Regions from separate parts of the Sus scrofa genome. Here region 1 is linked to region 2. The links are chromatin contacts, called in public HiChIP or PLAC-seq maps. All regions are on one chromosome and are shown on one strand. The core of a region is the stretch at or near the end of the contact, and the rest is flanking DNA. Distances in the headings are between cores, read along the strand shown. Region 1 holds the start of PSMC4 (26S protease regulatory subunit 6B). Region 2 holds the start of TIMM50 (mitochondrial import inner membrane translocase subunit TIM50).

What was found. HiChIP or PLAC-seq counts read pairs in DNA pulled down with a chosen protein or histone mark.
Region 1: an H3K27ac HiChIP or PLAC-seq map of alveolar macrophages shows a contact between it and region 2. The contact joins the promoter of PSMC4 here to the promoter of TIMM50 in region 2. A contact is called at or near these places in 1 of 5 promoter capture datasets (liver), 1 of 47 Hi-C or Micro-C datasets (epiblast stem cells) and 1 of 2 datasets of contacts at active chromatin or transcription factors (alveolar macrophages).

What each region holds. Positions count from the first base shown.
Region 1 is chr6:48,403,992-48,409,277 of Sscrofa11.1, forward strand. It overlaps PSMC4 (26S protease regulatory subunit 6B), which reads left to right and starts at 2,246. Exons shown (of 11, transcript XM_021094383.1): 1 at 2,246-2,444; 2 at 3,298-3,396; 3 at 3,522-3,708; 4 at 5,008-5,154; 5 at 5,239-5,286. The coding sequence starts at 2,409.
Region 2 is chr6:48,123,893-48,129,042 of Sscrofa11.1, forward strand. TIMM50 (mitochondrial import inner membrane translocase subunit TIM50) reads left to right here and starts at 2,578. Exons shown (of 13, transcript XM_021097543.1): 1 at 2,578-2,626; 2 at 2,944-3,069; 3 at 3,072-3,229; 4 at 4,111-4,267; 5 at 4,782-4,813; 6 at 5,029-5,050. The coding sequence starts at 2,578. SUPT5H (transcription elongation factor SPT5) reads left to right here. Exons shown (of 32, transcript XM_005655822.3): 31 at 634-729; 32 at 810-1,228. The coding sequence ends at 953.

The DNA.
Region 1 (5,286 bases), core at 996-3,495, 280 kb after region 2:
AGCACAAGGTAAGCACTCTGTATAGTTACTTTCGCTATCTGCTTCCTAAGGTTGTTGTGAAGATTAAATAAGATAATGAGGTAAAATGCTTAGCAAAGAACCAGGTACACAGTATTCAAGAAATGGCTACCTATGATTATTCTCCACGAAGATTCCAAAGGATTGGATTCCATTGATTTATCATTGCAGAGGCGGCAGAGAGAACTTGGAGACAATTTGATGGGGCTTAGAAGAATAATGGCAAAGATAACATAGGTTTGAATCTGAAGTGTGGAAACTGGGAGAATAGGGAACAAGAGACAAGGAGGACGATGATGGATTCTGTTTTAAGTCACAGACTCTAAGACTCAAGTAGAAATCTGGGATGCCTTTTGGGTGTCAGGCAGAAAGCTGAAAGATGGAATTGAGAGCTGTCGACGCAGAGAAAAAAAAATGAAGGATTTGTTGCCATTGTTTTCCCTTTTATTTTGTGAAAATAAAAACAGTGGGACGTTGGAGTTCCCCCTGTGGCTCAATGGGATCAGCGGTGTCTCTGCAGCACCAGGACAAAGGTTCCATCCCCAGCCCAGCACAGTGGGTTAAGGATCCAGCATTGCCATAGCTGCTGCATAGGCAACTTGCATCTTGGATCTCATCCCTGGCCCAGGATCTCCATGTGCCATGGGGCAACCAAAATAGGAAAAACAAAAACAAAAAGACAAACCTACCCCTGAGGGTGGTGTAAGGATTCAGAGATCATGGTTTAAATTGCCTGGCTAAAAGAAGCATACAAAAGGGTGTCTGGTGTGACAACCCACCACACACCCAGGAGAATGGAAAAAATTTTTAAATAGAGACAATATCAAATGCATGCTCAATTGGTGGGAGTGTAAGTTAGTTTAGTTCGACAGCGTTTACTAAAGCTAAACACATACCTGCCCTCTGACCAGCAATTCTGCTCCTGAATGTGTTCCCATGTTTACCAAAGAAATGTACAAGCATATGTAGTATAGAACCAAACTGGAAGATATCCAGTTTTAGGTACACAATGGAAACCATACAGAAATGAAAACGAAAGAACTATCCCTACATACAGTATTATCGCACAAACATAATGTTAAGTAAAAGAAGCTAAATCACAGCATACACTGTATGGGGTCCCCAGAGAGTTGAAAACCGACAAAAGTAATCCATGGTAGAAATCAGGTCAGTGATAACTTTCAGAAGGGATGAGGGTGGCAGAAAAGAGAGTGCGCAGGGCTTCTGTGGTCTGCTAATGTTTGGTTTCTTGGTCTAAGGATTGGTTATATGGGGGTGTTCACTTTGTGTAAATTCGTTGAACTGTACGCTAATGATCTTTATATTTCTCTGAACTTACACTTGAACAAAGTTTACTTAACAAAACTGTAGCTGGAGTTCCCGTCCTGGCTCAGCGGTTAACAAACCCGACTAGCATCCATGAAGACACGGGTTCGATCCCTGGCCTCAATCAGTGCGTTAAAGATTCTGCGTTGGTGTAAAAGTCGCAGACGCGGCTGGGATTCCGCGTTGCTGTGGCAATAGCGTAGGCCGGCTGCAGCTACAGCTCAGATTTGACCCTAGCCTGGGTACCTCCATATGCCGCAACTGCGGCCTATAAGCCAAAAAGCCAAAAAGCCAAAAAAAAAAAAAAGGCAGAACAAAACTGTAGCTGGTGTGATGAGCAGCGGTGTACCCCCAGGGCCTGAAGCACAGGCTTTGGGAACAGACAGATGGGGGCCCCATTCTGGTTTCTGTCCCTGTAAAGGGAACATAAAGTCTGTCAAGATTCAATTAAGTTAAGCACCTAAGACTTAAGCACAGGGCCTGGTGTAGAGCTGCAGGTCTCCTGCGTGACCAAACTCCTGGCACTGCTGCTCTCACCTTCTCCAGCCCTAAAGCGTAGGTTCTACTTGATTCGCGGCTAATTCTCAGGGGCAGTCCAGGTCTTCCCGCCCCCGCGCAGGAGGCAATCCTCGGCCGCAGCCCAAGGCATCTCCAGCCCGACCACTAAATAAGAAAGAAGAGCACTTGGCCATGACATTCTAACAGACCTCTTGAGAAATTCCTCAAGTGAAAGAGAAAAAAGAGAACCGCTCCTCGGTTGGCAAGAACACACAAGCGGGAAGCGCCCGCGCGAGACCCCGTTACCGCAAGCTATTGCGCAAGCGCACCGCTCCAGGGCCCAGCGCGCGCGAGCCCGCAAGGAACCGAGTGCGCATGCGCACATATTGGGGCGGAGCCTAGGACGAGGTTTGCCCTTCCCTCCACCTGTCCGGCCCTTCCAGCCTTCTCTCGGTGGTGTCTTAAAACTACGTTTCCCAGAAGGCACCAGGTCCTGGCTTTCCGCTGGCGTCAGCGGAAGCGGTGACTGGATTAGGCCGGGCCACACAGAGGCCGGCTTGGTCACTATGGAGGAGATAGGCATCCTGGTGGAGAAAGCTCAGGTCCGGTGGGGTCTGGCTCTCGGGGAGAGGGGGAAGCCGACCTGCATGGGATGCTGCGTGACTTGCGGGATCCAGGCCTGGGTCTGAGTGATTTCGAAGGGCTCGGTAGAGAGCTTCGTGCCGTCCCGAGGCCTGGAGCGGGTGGTTGAGTGATGTTAGGAGGGCAGTAGCGCTCAGAAAGCGGGCTGGGGAAACGAGTGGCATTAGAGGTTCTTTGGGACTGAATAATTCCAAAGTTTAGCAGAGAGTGCTGTGACATCGGTGGCCCGGCGGAATTGGTCGGGTGATGAGTGATGAGCCTTGGCCGTGGGGCCGAATGATAGCAGAGGCTGGGCTGGGAGCTGACTGATATTCGGGGCTTAGCTGTTGTTTGAGGGCCGAGTAGTATCTGTGGTCTGGCCGAATGGTATTTGGGGCCTACCTGGGGAGCTGGATGACATTGGGGCCTAATGTGAGTTGGAGTTCTGTGACTTGAGGGATCTTTAGGGGGTAACTGAGTAATAATTCCAGGACAGTTTGAAGTCATGGTGACTTTAACAGTCAACTGAGAGGGCCGGAACCTGCTTTGGGGTGGGGGGCGCTGGAGGGCATTGGGGGTCTAGTAAGTAGTTGATTTAGGCCCTCGTTGGGAATTGGGTGACATTGGGGACATGATAGCAAAAGACCTGTTTGGAAGGTTGGTTGACCTAGGGGCTTGTTAGTAGCTGAATGACTTCAGGAACCTGTTTAGGTGGCTGAGAGCTTTCCAGAATCGATTTAGTGGCCAAGTGCCTTTATGCTGAAGTGGGAAGGGGACTCTAGATTTTTTCATAAGGGGACCCTCTTCCAAACTGTGTTTCCCTCCATGGTCTAGGATGAGATCCCAGCTCTGTCTGTGTCACGGCCCCAGACTGGCCTGTCCTTCTTGGGGCCTGAGCCTGAGGACCTGGAGGACCTGTACAGCCGCTACAAGGTACAATTCAGACCCAATCCGGACACTGCTCTGGGCCCAGCATCCCATACTTTCCCCACCTTTCACCACTCCTTGGGTCAGCAAGGCCTGGAGCCATACCCTGCCTCTCTCCTCTCTGTTCACAGAAGCTGCAGCAAGAGCTGGAGTTCCTGGAGGTGCAGGAGGAGTACATCAAGGATGAGCAAAAGAACCTGAAGAAGGAATTCCTCCACGCCCAGGAGGAGGTGAAGCGAATCCAAAGCATCCCACTAGTTATCGGGCAGTTTCTGGAGGCTGTGGATCAGAATACAGCCATCGTGGGCTCCACCACAGGTGCGTGGGGGCAGGGGCTGTTTCCTCATCTGTCCATGCAACAGCCGTTAACTGTTTCCTACCATGTGCCAGGAACTTAGCACGGCAAACGAGGCAAGACAGTGTAATGGTGTCTTTCAAAGTATTTTGATCTGATACAAGAGTGGAAATGTGTTTCATATTTTCTTTTTGTGTGTGTGCGTGTATATAACATATAGTAAAAGTTTGGCCAAACAATGGTTAGTCTTACTATGTGTGACAGGCTCTAATTCGTTTTCAACCCTGTTCTCATCATGACTCTGTAAACTACTACTGGATTAGGACCTGTAGTTTGAAAGCATAGGTGATGTGTTAAGAGACTGGGCTTTGGTAAGGACTCTGTATACAGTACCTGCTGTTGCTAACATGGATCTAGGCTCTGCCTTCATGATGGTCATTGTCTCTGTGTCTGATCTGTTTCTTCCTGTTTCTGGCCTCTGCTCCTCGAGACCAAGCCGTATTCTTGTAAAGCTTGTGGGGAAAGGTGTGTGACTGGGCAATGAAATTGCACTGATGGGCTGGTTGTGAGGTAGTGAAGGGAGGGAGATGTCTAAAATGAGGCTTGTGTCTTTGGTCTATAGCACGGAGGGGGACAGTGGGGTGATCCCTGAGATGGTGCCTTAGGCAGAAAAGCGGTTTGTGGGGAGACGGTGAGGGCAGTCTGAGACATCACTGCCTGGGAGGTGTCTGGGAGGCTGCTGGACAGCCAGGTCTGAAGGTCAGGAGAGAGACTGAGGCTAGACAGAGATGCGTGTCATAAATGTAGAAAGTGGACCGGAGGCCCAGTGAGCAGAGTCTGGTGCAGAGACCTGGATGAAAAGGATGGCGCTGAATCAGGGCAGGGTCCTTGGGAAGGAGAGAGGGATTGGCTGGAGAAACATTTCTGGAGGTGGGTGGAAGGCCATAGTGACTGATGGGCTGTGGAGAGAAGCAGAGAAAGGTCCAGGATGGGCCGTAGGGCTCTGGCTAGTGACGATTAGGGATCACTGGCCTCCCAGGGACAGAGTCCTAGAAAGAGCAGCACCATGCGGGGTGGGGGGGAGGTGTCACTGAGAACACATTGAGACACAGGGAGTGAGACATGCCCTGAGGACATTGTAGGAGGCTGCTGGTCACCCAGGGTTGGAGCTCGAAAGAGGCAGGGCTGTAGACAGACAGGGAAGCTGTCAATGTGCATGTGGGCTGTGGAAGGGAGGAGGCAAGACCGGAAGCCAGGGGCAGGGGACAGTGTTGAGGTTCGGGCACGTCTCATTTTCCCCTCTCCCTGTCTTCTTCCCAAAGGCTCCAACTACTATGTGCGCATCCTGAGCACCATTGATCGGGAGCTGCTCAAGCCCAATGCCTCGGTGGCGCTCCACAAGCACAGCAATGCCCTGGTGGATGTGCTGCCTCCCGAGGCCGACAGCAGCATCATGATGCTCACCTCAGGTGAGGGGGAGCCCAGGGCCGAGGAGGCCTGAAGGGACCCTGCGGGCCAGGCTGAGGACCCAGCTGTGCTCTCTCTCCCACCAGACCAGAAGCCAGACGTGATGTACGCGGACATCGGGGGCATGGACATCC
Region 2 (5,150 bases), core at 1,328-3,827:
ATAAAGACTCAAGGGGGAAGGTGACGGAGGAGGCCAGAGAAGTGGCTGGAGCCAGTCACATGCCAGCCTGTGGATCTTGGATTGTGTCCTGAGGGCACTGGGAGGAGTGGTGGCACCAGAGCTGTGCTGGTCTGTCACAGATGGATTAGGTGTGGTGAGATGGGCCTGGGAGACCAGGGGGAGGTGCAGCTGCACTGCAGGCCTGGGGGGAGGAGAAGAGGGAGGGAGCATCCTCGGGAGGCTGAATGGGCAGGCCTCAGAGCTGGAGGTTGTTGAAGTTGCTGACTGGGGACCGTGGGGCCATCCCTGAGAGACAGCGGCCCAGGAGGAGGAACAAATGTGGGGGGGAAGCTGAGGCCAGTTTGGAACACAGAGAGTCAAGAGCCTGAGAAGCAGTCTCCCTGTTGGCTTAAGTTGGCTTCATGTTGGTGCTTGCCTTGCTAATCTCATCACCCCACCCTGCAGACTGCAGACCCCAGGTCTTGAACTGGGCCCAGCTTTGACCTTTCCTGCTCCTGTGTCACCTTGGAAAAGTGACTTCTTAGAATGAACCCTGATCCTGTGTCCCCTGAGGGTGGGTATCGGGTCTTTGTTGGGAGTAGGCCAGGCTGACCAGGCTGTCCCCACTCCCAGGGAGGCATGTGCTCTGTGTACCTGAAGGACAGTGAGAAGGTTGTCAGCATCTCCAGTGAGCACCTGGAGCCCATCACCCCCACCAAGAACAACAAGGTAAGAGAGGACAAAGGAACGTGGGGGCATTGGGCTGCGCCTCGGACCCTGACCTTGTGTGTGTGTGTCCCCCGCCCCAGGTGAAGGTGATCCTGGGTGAGGATCGGGAAGCCACAGGTGTCCTGCTGAGCATTGATGGCGAGGATGGCATTGTCCGCATGGACCTTGATGAACAGCTCAAGATCCTCAACCTCCGCTTCCTGGGGAAGCTCCTGGAGGCCTGAGACAGGCAGGGTGGACTCTGGCACATGTCTGGCAGATGGAGAGTGTCCCTCCTTCCTCCCCTGGCCCTTGGCTCTGACACAGGATCTGGGGCCTGGAGCAGGGTTAGCCTGATTGTTCAGGATTTCTTTTATTTTCATTTATGGGTTCCTATCTTCCTCCCTATTCATGGGAATCAGAGTAGAGTCTGGGGGAGGGTCCCCACCTTCTTGTACCCCACCTTCCTCGGCTTGCTTTTGTGTTATGGTCTTTAATAAAAAGCTCTTTGGTCAAAAGTCGGGCGTGTGTGGGCGTGTGTTCCAGTTTGTGAGGAGGGTCATTTGCAGACCCCACTTACTTGTGTGGTCTTAGGTAAGTAACAGTCTACTGTCTACATAAACCTCAGTGTTCTCATCTAGAAAATGATACTCCCTACCCTGAGGGCTCTTGAATGTGTAAGATGTTGGAAAGAGATTATTAGAACAGAGCTTGTCATGTAATTGACAAAGTTCCGTCTTATGCTTGAGTCTTATGCTTGAGTCTCATGCTTGAGTGAAGTAAAAATCGGTTAATATTAAATTGGAAACAGATTCCTCCTATGGTGCAGCATTTGATGGTCCTTTCTCTTGAGCCCATCAGCAGTGATGCCAGCATTGCTGTAGCTTGTCTAAGAGCTTGGGCATGGGAATGAGGAGCAGTGTGGCAAACGGGGCTTAGTACCTGACTCCTTCACTTTCCTCATTTGATAGTCACAGGTCTTTTTGCAAATGCAATATAAAATGTATTATAAGATAGTTGAGGGAATTCCCGCTGTGGCACAGTGGGTTAGGAATCCTACTGTAGCAGCTTGGGTCGCTGCAGAGGTGGGGATCTGTACCCAGCTGTGGCCGTCGTTAAAGGATCCAGGGTTGCCCCAGCTAGGGGTGGGTTACAGTTGTGGCTGGGATTCATTCCCTGGCCTGGGGAACTTCCGTATGCTGTGGATGTGGCCATAAAAAATTAAAATGTTGAGCTGTTCAAAAAGATCCACCAAGAACACCCATGTCCCCACCACTCTGCTTAGGAACCTGATAGGAAGGATCCACTTTAGCGGCACACCCAGTACATTCTCCTCCAGAGGTAATCACAGCCCTGAATCCTGTGTCTTTTTCCTAACATCGGTACTTTTACTACCTTAGTATTTATCCCTAAATGTTGTGTGGTGGCTTTAAGTGTTCTTTTAAGTTTACATAACGGAGTTAATAGGTTAAGTAGGGATCCGGTGTTGTCACTGCTGAGGCTCAGGTTGCTTCTACCATCCCAAAGTTCAATCCGTGGCTGGGAACCTTTGCATGCTGCAGGCGAGGAGGAAAAAAAGCCTATATAGACAGCATGACTGGAGTTCCTGTCGTGGCGCAGTGGTTGACAAATCCGACTAGGTACCATGAGCTTGCAGGTTCGATCCCTGGCCTGGCTCAGTGGGTTAAGGATCCGGCGTTGCCGTGAGCTGTGGTGTAGGTTGCAGGCGCAGCTCGGATCCCGCGTTCCTGTGGCTGTGGTGTAGGCCAGCGGCTGCAGCTCCTATTCGACCCCTAGCCTGGGAACCTCCATATCCCGCGGAAGCGGCCCTAGAAAAGGCAGACAAAACAAACAAACAAAAAAACCAGCATGACTTTTTCCCTTGAAAATAATTTGAGGGAGATTTACTGTGGCTCCTGTAGCCTCTGATTCATGGATTTCCTCTCAATACTCGAAGCCCACCAGACAGGGCGACTGTTCTCTTTCGCTGAGCCTCCATATGAAACTGACTGTCTTTCCAGACCGTTTATAGGAAGCTCATGGGAGGAGGGGCCCGCTCCTGACTTTTGGCTGTTAGGACAAATCAAGCAGCCACAGACTGGATCCCTCGGTTAGGGCCTCAGCTTGACCTCCGAGCAGCGGGTGTCTGCCCTGTTCTGCGGCAGGGGCGGTGGAACGCCCTCCGTCTGGAGGGAGGCGTGGTGCCGGCTGACTCTCCTGGTTGGCTTGCCCCAGGCGGCAAAAGAGTGACTGGGGGTGAGCGCGCCCGCTGCAGTGCTCCCGAAGCCTTTTGTCTCTCTCGGGCTCCCGTCCACCCGCCTCTCGCCTGCACCCTTATTGGCTGCGGTGCGGGCCCGGGGCGGGGAGGAGGGGGGGGGGACGAGTGGGCGGGGCCTCGTGGCGTCAGCGCAAGATGGCGGCCTCGGCGGGGCTGTTCTTGCGGTTGCGGAGCGGGCTCTTGCAAGGCGCGCGGGGGCTGTGCGCGAGGCTCGCGACGGCGCCTCCCCGGGCCCCAGACCAGGTGAGCTGGACTGGGGTGGCCCTCGGGTGCGGAGGCTCCTTCCTGGAGTTCCAGGCGGGCCGCTGCCGCCCAGAGGCTCTGGGACACAGCACCTCAGGGTGCTGAATGGAACGCCGCCCGCGTTTTGGGTCTCTTCCCTGCTTCCCCGGGTAGGCGGCGCTTGCTTCCCCGGGCTAGATGCTTAGGGGCTCAAGTGCGTCCTTTGGATCCTACCTCCTCTGGACCCCACGTGGGCGCCCGGGGTGGGGGTGGGGGGGTCACCTGTTCTCCCGTCTTGGCCGCCCTAGGTAATACTAGAGGGGGAGGGGCCCGGGAAGGTCGAGTCCCAGCGTGGCCTTGAGGGTATTTTCCCTGAGAGGGGTGTGGTGGAGAGGTAGATGTTGGAGCTTCTGATTTTGACCTCTCTCCATCTTGACGGAGACCCAGCCATTCTGATCTCCAGGTCTTTCACTTACGTGCCCTACTTCTCCAAGCCCCAGAGAAGCTATTGCTCCTCCAGCCTCGCTCCTATCCCTTCCCTTCCATATCCTGCTACTTTGAGCCCCAGACATCTGGATGACCCTACTCCCCGTCCTGTCCCCTTGTGTGTCCTTCATTGCCTTGCTTTAGGAATCCCAGTGTGCAGACGGACTCCCTGATCTCATCTCCCTGCCCTGCTTTTCCCCTCTTCAGGGTCTCCAATCTTTTGCCTTTAGGATCCTGGGCACCTAGCCTGTCAACTCTTGAACCCCTGGAATCTTGGCTCCAGGCAGGAACACAACTCCGGAGGCCATGTGGGTGTCTGCTTTCTGGCTTCCAACCTTGATTCTTCTCAGTTCAGGGTACCCAAACCACCCTGACTTTTCCCCTCTCTTGGCCAACCTACCCCCTCTCAATTGCAGACTGCAGAGATCGGGAGCCGAGCAGGCACTAAGGTCCAGGTCCAGGGGCCACAGCAGCAGAGGAGCTCGGAGGGTCCCAGCTATGCCAAAAAAGTCGCACTCTGGCTTGCTGGGCTGCTCGGGGCTGGTGGGACCGTGAGCATCGTCTATATCTTCGGTGAGAGACATATGCCTGTCCACCAGTTTTCTTGTCGACCCTCTGTTCTACTGCAGAACAAACCTCCCCGTTTCTTCTAAAGACTTCACCCATCTGTGTTCCCTGGCTCCTCCCTCAGTAGGGCAGCCAACTAGGAAATGAGGGTGGTCTCCCACTGTTCTCCTCAAAGTTCTACTCTTTCTAGTTGTTTCTTGCCCTAAACTACAGGGAGTCAGTTGGAAGAAGAGGGAGGATAGGCCTGAACTAACTTCCTAAGCTACCTCTTCCCTCAGCACTCAAAACCCCAGACCTTCCCCTAGTCCCTTCATTCATTCCTCAGAGACCCAAAAGGCCCTGCCCCAGCCCTTTTTGTCTCAGAGGCCCAAGAATCCTGGCGAAGAGCCCCCTCCTCTCTCAGGAGACAATGCCTCTAGCCCTCTTCATCAGGACCCAGGAGTAGCCCCCCTGCCCCCTTCCTCCCTTAAAACCCAGGAGACCAAGCCTCAGTCCTCATTCATCACTATCTTCCTTGCAGGAAACAACTCTGTGGATGAAAATGGTGCCAAGGTGAGTAGCAGAGAGACTCAGACGACTTACCGGGGGTCTATCCTGTGGGTCTCCTCCCGATTGGTCTGTTCAGGCTCATTTCTGGTCTGGGGTGAACCTCTCCCTCGCAGAGACCTTTGCCTACTCTTCCCGGGGCCCTGGTGATTCCTTTTCTGGGTGTGATGGGGTTCTGCCTCTGCCATCTCAAACCTTCCATTATTCTCTCTACCTCCCAGATTCCTGATGAATTCGACAATGGTGAGTAAACAAGCACAGATTCTGGGGTTCCCTGACCCTCCCTACTCTGCTCTCCCCATCTGGTGCACCCCCCCCACCCCACTCCCGCCCAGTCAGGATG